Linked DNA regions of Sus scrofa: region 2 is linked to region 1. A link is a contact called in public HiChIP or PLAC-seq data. All regions are on one chromosome and are shown on one strand. Each heading gives the region's core, a stretch centred on a gene start, on an enhancer-like site or on the middle of the called end of the contact. The rest is flanking DNA. Distances are from core to core; before and after follow the strand shown. Region 1 holds the start of RAB3B (ras-related protein Rab-3B). Region 2 holds the start of NRDC (nardilysin).

The links. HiChIP or PLAC-seq counts read pairs in DNA pulled down with a chosen protein or histone mark.
Region 2: a contact with region 1 is called in an H3K27ac HiChIP or PLAC-seq map of alveolar macrophages. The contact joins the promoter of NRDC here to the promoter of RAB3B in region 1. A contact is called at or near these places in 3 of 5 promoter capture datasets (fetal liver, fetal skeletal muscle and liver), 27 of 47 Hi-C or Micro-C datasets (adipose tissue, alveolar macrophages, blood and 15 more) and 2 of 2 datasets of contacts at active chromatin or transcription factors (alveolar macrophages and skeletal muscle).

The regions. Positions count from the first base shown.
Region 1 is chr6:160,191,615-160,196,288 of Sscrofa11.1, forward strand. It overlaps RAB3B (ras-related protein Rab-3B), which reads left to right and starts at 2,874. Exons shown (of 5, transcript XM_003127977.5): 1 at 2,874-3,054.
Region 2 is chr6:160,296,376-160,301,049 of Sscrofa11.1, forward strand. NRDC (nardilysin) reads left to right here and starts at 2,726. Exons shown (of 31, transcript XM_003127978.6): 1 at 2,726-3,279. The coding sequence starts at 2,936.

The DNA.
Region 1 (4,674 bases), core at 1,624-4,123:
TCTGTCTCATCTTTTCCTTTCCCCCTCCCAGCTCTTTATTATCCCTCCCACCCATTTTGCCAAGTGAATTCCATGTTCTTCTCCCCCTTTTTTGGATGTGCACCCAACATGTGGAAGTTCTGGGGCCAGGAATCGAACCCATGCCACAGCAGTGATCCAAACCACAGCAGTGACAACACTGGCTCTTTAACCCACTGAGCCACCAGAGGACGGCCCTTCTCCTTTTATTTGCACAGAGAAGGTTAGTGTCTCCCTTCTCCTCTCACACTTACGAAGGACCTCTGTATATTAGGGTCTATCCTGTTTGGAAGGCAGTTGGGGCTAAAAATACAATTTTTTTTTTTCTGTTACAATAACCACAGTGTTTCCTCTTTATCGAGGGCTTACTGTGTGCCTGGCGCTCTGGCAAGGGCTTTTCAGCAGCTATCGCAGTTTCTTATTTGATTACCACTATTTCCACAGCTGAGGACGAGGTGGGTGTGTCAGAAAAATGAGGAAATTTACCTAAGATCACACAAGTAAGTGTGTAGAGCAAGGATTGAGAACCACATCTGTCTGGCTCCAAGTCTGTGCTCTTCGTTTTACTACGTGGCCTTTCAGCGAGGAAGGAGAAGACCTGAGGCGGTGTAAGCACAATACCATCTGTTCTCATGTGGTCTCGCAGCTTTAAAAGGATGGCTTTATGTACTATCTCATTATTTCTGTGAAGAGTGAATCATCGTTAGCATCACACCCATTTTGAAATGAGGAAACTAGGGCCTCGTGGTAGAAAGGGAATGAGTGGCTAGTGTAGGGTATTTGATTTTAAGATCATGGAGGCACTAGTTCTGAGTGATTGAGACGTTCAAGGGGTGTTCCCAGCTGTGGTGTAGTGGGTTAAGTATCCTGAACTGTCTCTGCAGCAGCTCAAGTTGCTGCTGAGGCATGGGTTTGATCCCCCACCTGGCCCAGTGGGTTAAGAATCTAGCATGGCTGTAGCTGTGGTGCGGATGGCAGCTATGGCTCGGATACAGTCCCTGGCCTGGGAACTTCCATATGTCGTGGGTGTCCAAAAGAGAGAGAGAGAAAGAAAAAAGGAATGAAAGAACAAAAGAGAGAAAGAGAGAGAGAAAGAGAGAAAAAAAGAAAGAAAGAAGTCAAGAAAGAAAGGAAAGAAATTCAAGGTGTGACCATGATGGGAGGTGATGTGAAGACCAAGAGCAGAGGGAACAGGAAACCACATGGCTGCTGAGGGCACCAGGAGGATGGCAGTACAGGGATAACGAGGATGGCCATGAGCAGGGGCTGAAATTGTCCATGCACAGGGAGTGGGTGGGAGTCAGAGATGATATCCTTGATGAGGAGGGGTAAACAGTAGTAGGGCTGGAGACCTAAGGAGAAGGAACTTTTGTACAAGGGCAAGAGGCAATGCTGACCCACCTCCTGGGGCTGTGGTGTGTGGGGAGGGCGAACGAGAGAAGGCTTCCTGCAGAGGGCTACCAGAGGAGTCTGGAAGGAGGGTCAAGTTTCAGTAAAGGCAAAGAAATAACTTGAGTGGCCTCTGAAACAGTAGAGGGTGTAGGAGAGTTTGCTGACAAAGGAAAAGGATTGTGGAGGGCACAGTGGACAAGGATGCTGGGAAGTGGACTGTGAGAAAGTGAGTGGAAGGGGTAGGGTGGAGTAGCTCAGAACAGCACAAGGATGAATCTGAGAGAGAAGTCTGACAACCAGAGGGGCTGTTAATTGAGTGGTTCCTCTGGCCAAAGAGACAAATTGCAGTTAAGTTCATAACAGAATGTGGGGAAAATGTGTTTTGGTATCTGACTCAGACCTTCAAGATTTGAGATTGGGGAAGAGTATGTAGAGGGCGATGATTCTAAACCAAAGTTCCCAGTCGTGGCTCAGTGTTTAAGGAATCCGACTGGGAACCATGAGGTTGTGGGTTCAATCTCTGTCCTTGCTCAGTGGGTTAAGGATCCTGTGTTGCCTCAGCTGTGGTGTAGGCCGGCTGCTACAGCTCCGATTAGACCCCTAGCCTGGGAACCTCCATATGCCGTGGGAGTGGCCCTAGAAAAGGCAGGAAGACAAAAAACAGACAAACAAACAAAACCCAAAACTTGCAGCTGGTTCCTGTGACCTCAGGAAAACTTGAAGTCTAGGTCCTCACAGAAGGGTGGGGTGCTAATTAGCTTTCGTGGCTGCCTTATCTGGCAAAGCTGGGACTTCTTAATGACCAGGAAAGAATATTTTCTTATTCCAGGCTACTACTGGTAATAGGGAGCCATTGCAAATATTTTGTTTTGTTTTGTTTGTTTCATAAGGGTTGATGGTGACGTTTAGAACAATCACGCAGGCTGCTGGTGTAGATGATGGATTGGGAGTGGAGACAGGGAGGACCCATGAGGAGACTGTTGCTTTAGTCCAGGCAAGGAGTGATGAGGCCTGACCCAGCGTGAGAGCAGTGGAGACGGAGAGGAAGGGAAGGGATAGGTTATGTTAGGGAGGCCATATTACCCGGCTGATGGGCTGTGGGGTGTGAAGTGCATAGGGTAGAGGACAATGCCCAGGTTTCTGGCTTCGTTTCACTCAAAGACAGCAGTCCAGATTCTGCCTCTCCCTGGGCTTTTGTGAGGTTGAAACGACGTAATGGACAGGAAAGTGCTTTGGAAATGGCGAAGCCACAAACCCATCGTTATCTACATTATCATCAAAGCTCCCTGATCATCCCAGTAAGTTCAATCTGCGGAACGAGGGGTGAGAATTAAGATCAATTACCATAGTCGTTGGCGAGCTCCAAGTCCTCCAGAGACCTCCCATTCCCTACACCTGCCCGGAGCGGGGGCCGGGCGAATACGGACTCCGCCCCTGGGCGGGGCATGGGTGGGGCCTGGACGCGGCAGCAACCCGCCCAGCTGCAGCTGGAGCCTCAGCCCTAAGTCGCCGCTGTGGGGACCAGACCCGCCCCGCACTGCCCTGCTCCGTGAACCCGCTGCGCCTTCTGCCGCCCACCGCCAGGTCCAGGGCTTCCGCGGCGCTGCCAGGGAGGGAGCCGCTTGTCCTCACCCGGAGTCCCAGGTAAGGGGTGCGGCCAGGCAGCGCGCCCGGGGAGCGTCTGGGACTGGATCCCGGCGCGGAGCGCTGGGGGCAGTGAGCGGGCGTTGAGAAGGAGCACGGGTCAGTGGAGCGGACGCCGAGGAGAAGGAGCCAGGGGAGGCCACTCAGGAGGGACAGCTGCAGTGCATGGGCGGGTACCCTGGGGAGGGGGCGCTGAGGGGGTGTCTGCCCGGACTGGATCCCGGTGAGGGCCGCAAGGGGAGCTTTCAAGGCAGGGGCCGCGGTGGGGGGCGGGCAAGAAAGAGGGCGCCAGAGCTGGGGGAGAGGATGAACGGCAGCTGGAGCGCAGGGACTGCTCGTGGAGGGGGCAAGGTGGGTAGGGGCGTTGGGGGCGGGGATCTTAGGTGGAAGCCGAGGTGGGCAGTGCGGGCAGAGGGTACCCGCTGAAGGGGGTGCTGAAGCGAGAAGATTGAGGGGAGAGAAGGTGAGGCGCGCAAGTAAAGAGCTAAAGAAGAGGGGGCCGGCTGGCAGGGGTGGAGTGGGGGCTGGAGAGGAGTGAGGTGGTGAGGGGAAGGGGCGCTGGTCAGGGAGAGGGAAAGTGAGTGTGGTGCGGAGCCAGGGCCCAGCCGGGTGTTGGCAGCGGGGGGTGGGGGGGCAACCTGAGGGAGGAGAGGGGCGGGGTTTGAGGGTGGGAAGCTTTGAAGAACCAGAAGGTGGGAGGCAAGGTTGAGTCTATCCGGACTGCAGAGAAAGGGGTGGGGAGCCCATGGAGAAGGAGAGCCGTGGCCTTGGATGTGGGCTGTGGGCACTGCGTGCTGGCCAGGAGTGGCACTTGGAAAAGCCCTGAAATAGAGCAGGGGCTTGGCAGCTGGGAGTGGAGGAACTGTCAGGGAACTTCGAGAGTTTAGCTGGGTGGATGGGCTGGGCAGGGGATGGAGAAGAGGCCAGGTGTGGATTGTGGTGTGAGAGTGGAAACATGAGGGGGGCCCAGAGCGCAGTCCAAGGGCATCTAGGCACTAGCCATGTCTTAGCTCCTCCGGAGACTGAGGAGGGGGATGCAGGCACTGGGCTCTGTTACACTGCTACATGGGATCAGGGACAAGAAGAGAATCTTTGACAAAGGAATTAATGCACAGGCTGACTCTGTTCTTCAAAGATTTTAGGGAGGGCAAGGTGGCAGCCTCTGGAAACTAATAGAGGTGTGGAGGGGAGTGGGAGCAGGACAAGGCCATCTATCCCAACTTCTTGGAATCCAGATGGAAAAGGGTGGGGGGATAGTAAAAAAAAAAAGTGGATGTATGTGTGTGTACAGGTAGATACTACCTGCTCTGAGCCTAGAAAGACAATGGAAGTCCATGAAAAGCCCTATCTGTGGTACTGGGAGGCCCTGGTGCTGTGTTAGCCAGAGCAAAGACATTTTGCCAGAGGATAGTGGGTCAGGGAAGACTTTCTGGTCATGAAGGATTCAGCTAGCAGCAAAGGCAAGTAAATTCCTATCAGAAGAAACAGTATGGAAGACAAAAATCTAAAATGATCTCTAGTCCAAGAAAGAAATCTCCAATTTCTTAAGGTTTAGGATATGAAAGGAGACATGAGTAACCTAGAGAGGATGATTAAAAAGTTTTCCTCTCTAAGCTGAAA
Region 2 (4,674 bases), core at 1,476-3,975, 100 kb after region 1:
GTAATTAATGAACTTCAGGGAACAAAGCGATGCAGAAACAGAGGAAAAGCAGTCAAGAAACAACAAAACAGCGTCCTAGTTCCTCCTCCAAGGATATACATATCAAGCTGATACTTATCTTTGAGTTGTTCTATAGGAACTAACCTCTGTACCCCCTCTTGGAGAATGGTAAATACATGATAAGACCTCAGACTGGTAGGAACCTAAGGAATGATGATGATGTTAACATTTTTCAGTCTCTTGTGACTTGAATCAACTAAAGGGTGGACCTTGTCAATCTTTGCCCCAATTCAATATTGAATTCACCTCTTCTCAAGCCCCTTCATGAATATGCACATACCCTTTATGAATATGCATGTAACCTTAGCTTAAAACTTACCCAATTTTGCTGGGGAGACACTGCTTTGGGAAAGATTCCCCAGTATTCTTACTTGTTGCAGCTAATAAATCCTTCCTTCTCCTGATTTTTGGCTTAGTTGTTGTCTTTTGGTTAGATATCCACCAAAAGGCTAACCCAGTTGTGGGGAATCATTATTGGTAGTGTGTTATTATTGCTTCAGAGAGTTTAAGAAAATAACACCCCAAAATACACATATCACTTCAGGTATTTATTCAACAAACATGACTGTTTTACAATGTGCTGGGAAGCTATGTTAGGGGTTAATAATAAAGTAAAAACACGGCTTTAAAGGAGGGCAATCTAGTGGAGTTGCTTGGTTTAAAAATTGATAGGTTCTTGAAAACCTGTTTTTTTTTTTTTTTTTTTGTCTTTTTAGGGTCACACCTGAGGCATATGGAGGTTCCCAGGCTAGGGGTCCAACTGGAGCTGTAGCCACTGGCCTACACCACAACCACAGCAACGTGGGATCCGAACTGCATCTGTGACCTACACCACAGCTCACGGCAACACCTGATCCTTAACCCACTGAGCGAGGCCAGGGATAGAACCCGCAACCTCATGGTTCCTAGTCGGATTCAATTCCCCTGTGCCACAATGGGGAACTCCATATTGGGATATTTGAACAATATTTTTCAATTAATTTATTTCATCTGCTGCTCTAGTTCAGGTTTCATCATTTTTTTTTTCTTTCTTTTTCGGTTTGTGTATTTAGACCTGCATCCACGGCAAATGAAAGTTCCCAGGCTAGGGGTCGAATCAGAGCTGCAGCCACCAGCCTATTCTACACCACAGCCACAACAATGGCCAATCTGAGAGCGCACCTGTGACCTACACCACAGCTCAAGGCAACGCAAGATACTTAACCCACTGATTCAGGCCAGAGATCGAACCTGAGTCTTCACGGATACCGGTTGGGTTCGTTACTGCTGAGCCACTATAGGAACTCCAGATTTTACCATTTCTTTTCTGATTCCTTGGGCTTCTCCTTCCCAACTCTTTATTTTCCTATCCATCATCATTTCTTGTCTTAGCATTCCCACCTCCGCCCTTTTTGCCTTTTTAGGGCTGCACCCACGGAGGTTTCCAGGCTACAGGTCGAATTGAAACTGTAGCTGCGGGCCTACACCAGAGCCACAGCAACACCAGATCCCAGCCATATCTGAGACCTACACCACAGCTCACAGCAACAGTGGATCCTTAACCCACTGAGCAAGGCCAGGGAGTGAACCTGCGTCCTCATGGATACTAGTCAGATTCCGTTTCCCCTGAGCCATGAAGGGAACTCCCTTAGCATTCACTTTTTAAAAATTATTTTATTCTGTTTCTCCCCATTTGAATGCATGCTCCAAGAAGGCAACAAATTTTGTTTTGTTCATGATTGTCTTCCCTATATCTGGAGCTGGGGAGGCCTAGAAAAATGTAAAGACCTAAAACAATCATCAAGATATCTCTGCTTCAAGTGCTTCTGCATTCACCATGTTTCTTCCTTTTGTGTGCTACAACTGCTTATGCCAAGGTTAGTAAATCACACACCTAGTACCACATCAGTTGCTTTTTATTTTCCAAGTACGTCTGTTTCAATCACATCTTGCCCACCAACGGCCACTGAAGGCAGGAAAAAACCTTGGGGAAACGGACTTAAGGGACAGGAGGTGGCTGCTCAGCGAAAGTTGGCTAACACTAACTGTGGACTCTAGTCTCTGGGGGAAGCTCAAAATGTTTTCGCATAGAAGAGTGAACACATTTACACCGGTCTTTTAAACACTTAGGCGAAGTGCACGACGGTCTAGCAAGCTGTAAGGAGGAGAAGCACGGCGGCTATTTCTCCGGTTCCGCTCAGCTCCACTCCCACGCAGCTTCCATCCGGCTGCAGAAAAACACTTCCGGCGTTCTGCTTTTTACGTGCCGAGTCACGGCCAAAACTCCACCCAGGTCTGAGGGGCATGATACGCAAAATACGACATGAGTGAGGGGAGGGGAAGCCTGGAAATTAATTTTCTCCACTCGCTTAGCGGTTTTCTCATCCGGGGAATATTTCTCTCGGAGCGGTGGAGCACTATTCAGCTGCTACCTCAAGCCACCTCCCCTCTTCCGTCATAAACGCTGCGCAGCCTCCCAGGCGCCGTTCTCCCGTCGTCCTCCGCGTCCCTCTCTCCGCCTCTTTTCTCTCGCCCCGCCCACTCCGTGTCCCGAAGAGCTCTCTGCGTGCTGCGAGATGCCGGCCCGGTCTCTTTGGTTCTTTTTTATTCCTTGTTCCCATTGGTTGATCACATGCACATGACTTCTATCTTGCCTTGTTATTGGCTAAAGTCAGTTGCGTCATCGACGGCGGGAGGGTGGGGGGGATGAGGGAAGTTGGCTTGGGGGAGACCGGATTGGGGGAGGGGTTCAGGCCTGTCCTCCCCGGCGGCTGCGGCAGCACCAGCGCCGGCCGCCACCGCCTCTGGAACGCGGAGGAGGAGGAGCGGCTGGAGAAGTAGGAGGAGGAGGAGGGCCCTAGGGAGCGGGATGCCCATTACTCCGGCTTGGTGGTGAATGTTGAGGAGAGTCACGGTTGCTGCAGTCAGTGCCACCGGGAGGAAGTTGTGGTGTGAGGCCGGGCGGGAGCTCGCGGCGCTGTGGAGAGTAGAAGCGCGGGGTCGGTGCGAAGACTCCGCGGCTGCCAGACCCTTTCCTACTCTGACCATGCCTGGAAGGAACAAGGCGAAGTCTACCTGCAGCTGCCCTGACCTGCAGCCCAATGGACAGGATTTGGGCGAGAGCGGCCGGGTTGCCCGTCTGGGAGCCGACGAATCTGAGGAGGAGGGACGGAGGGTGCCTGTCAGTAATGCCGGAGACCCTGAGATCGTCAAGTCTCCCAGCGACCCCAAGCAATACCGGTGAGGGAGGAGGCTTAGACCAGGGAGGAAAGCAGGGCGAGGGCCTCAGAGTGGCCGCTGTGGTCTCTTCTTGTCTCCGAATCTTCCGAAGGAGCACCAGGGGCACATTCCCAGCCCCAAAGCTTCCTTGGATGGAGGTGTCAAGAGCAGTTAGAGGCTTCCGTGATGTGTGAGCTGGACGAGGGGGAAAACTTGGGTTCCACAAGGAATCTGGATGTCAGAATGGGCAGGGTTGTTGGAATAATTTTGATACTCGCTAAAGCAAGAATGGAGGTTTCTCTGAGGAAAGCAGGCTGGATGGGCGGGGGGTGGGGTGGGGTATTGGTATTATGAGGAAAGGTTCAAGGAGCTGGAGATTTTAATTTTGGAGGGGATATTTAAGGGAAATACTATCATTATCCACAAACATTCCAGGTGCCCGTAGATGAAAGAGGGGTAAAACTAATGGGTGGAAGTTACTGGAGGGTCATGTGGCTTCAGTAAAAGAACTTAGGCATCAGAGTTGGCCTGAAATGAAGTGACTTACTTCCATGGTTTTTTTCTCAATGCTCGAATGGTTGGGTGACATCTTCCAAGAATATATTAGAGAGGGCTTGAGTCTCAGTTGGGTGAATCATAGAAGATTTGTAAGGTTTCCTCTCATCCCGCAATTCTCAACTTTTGGTTTGTATCATAATCCTCTAAACATCTCTAATATCTGGAGGCTCAATCCCCACCTGAGTATATTCTTCGCAGGTAGCCTATTCCATAGAATGTCATGACTATAATTATTTTAAAGAGAGATCATATTGCTTAGCTTCATTTTACAAGTTGAGGAAATTGAGATCCAGAGGGTTTGCTTCTTGCTCAGAATTACATAGCTAAATAATAACAGAGCTGGTATGAACACGGTGTCCATCTGACACTAACTCCAGTGCACCATTTACTGATTTTTTTTATAAAGTTCTTACTCATATTGAGTTGAAAGCTAAAGGATTCTTTCTAGGTTTTAATTTGTTATAAGCCCCTACAGTGTTAGAGCAGGAAAGAACCTTAAAGATAATCTTTTTCATTCCCTACCACCCTCAATAGGCAGATGACTGAAACTAAGGTCTAGAAAGAAGTGATTTAGCCCCAAGTTGAAGACAGACCTAATTTTTTCTTACTAGAGATTAACAGTTTACAACTCTGTACTATTCTTCCCTGGCTGCAGATCTTTATGGATGGGCCAAATTTTCTCTTATCAAAGACATTATATTAGTAATGATGTAATGAGCAATTTGGACCTTGATAAAAAGAGATTAACAATTCACAACTCTGTACTATTCTTCCCTGGCTGCAGATCTTTATGGATGGGCCAAATTTTCTCTTATCAAAGACATTATATTAGTAATGATGTAAATGAGCAATTTGAAC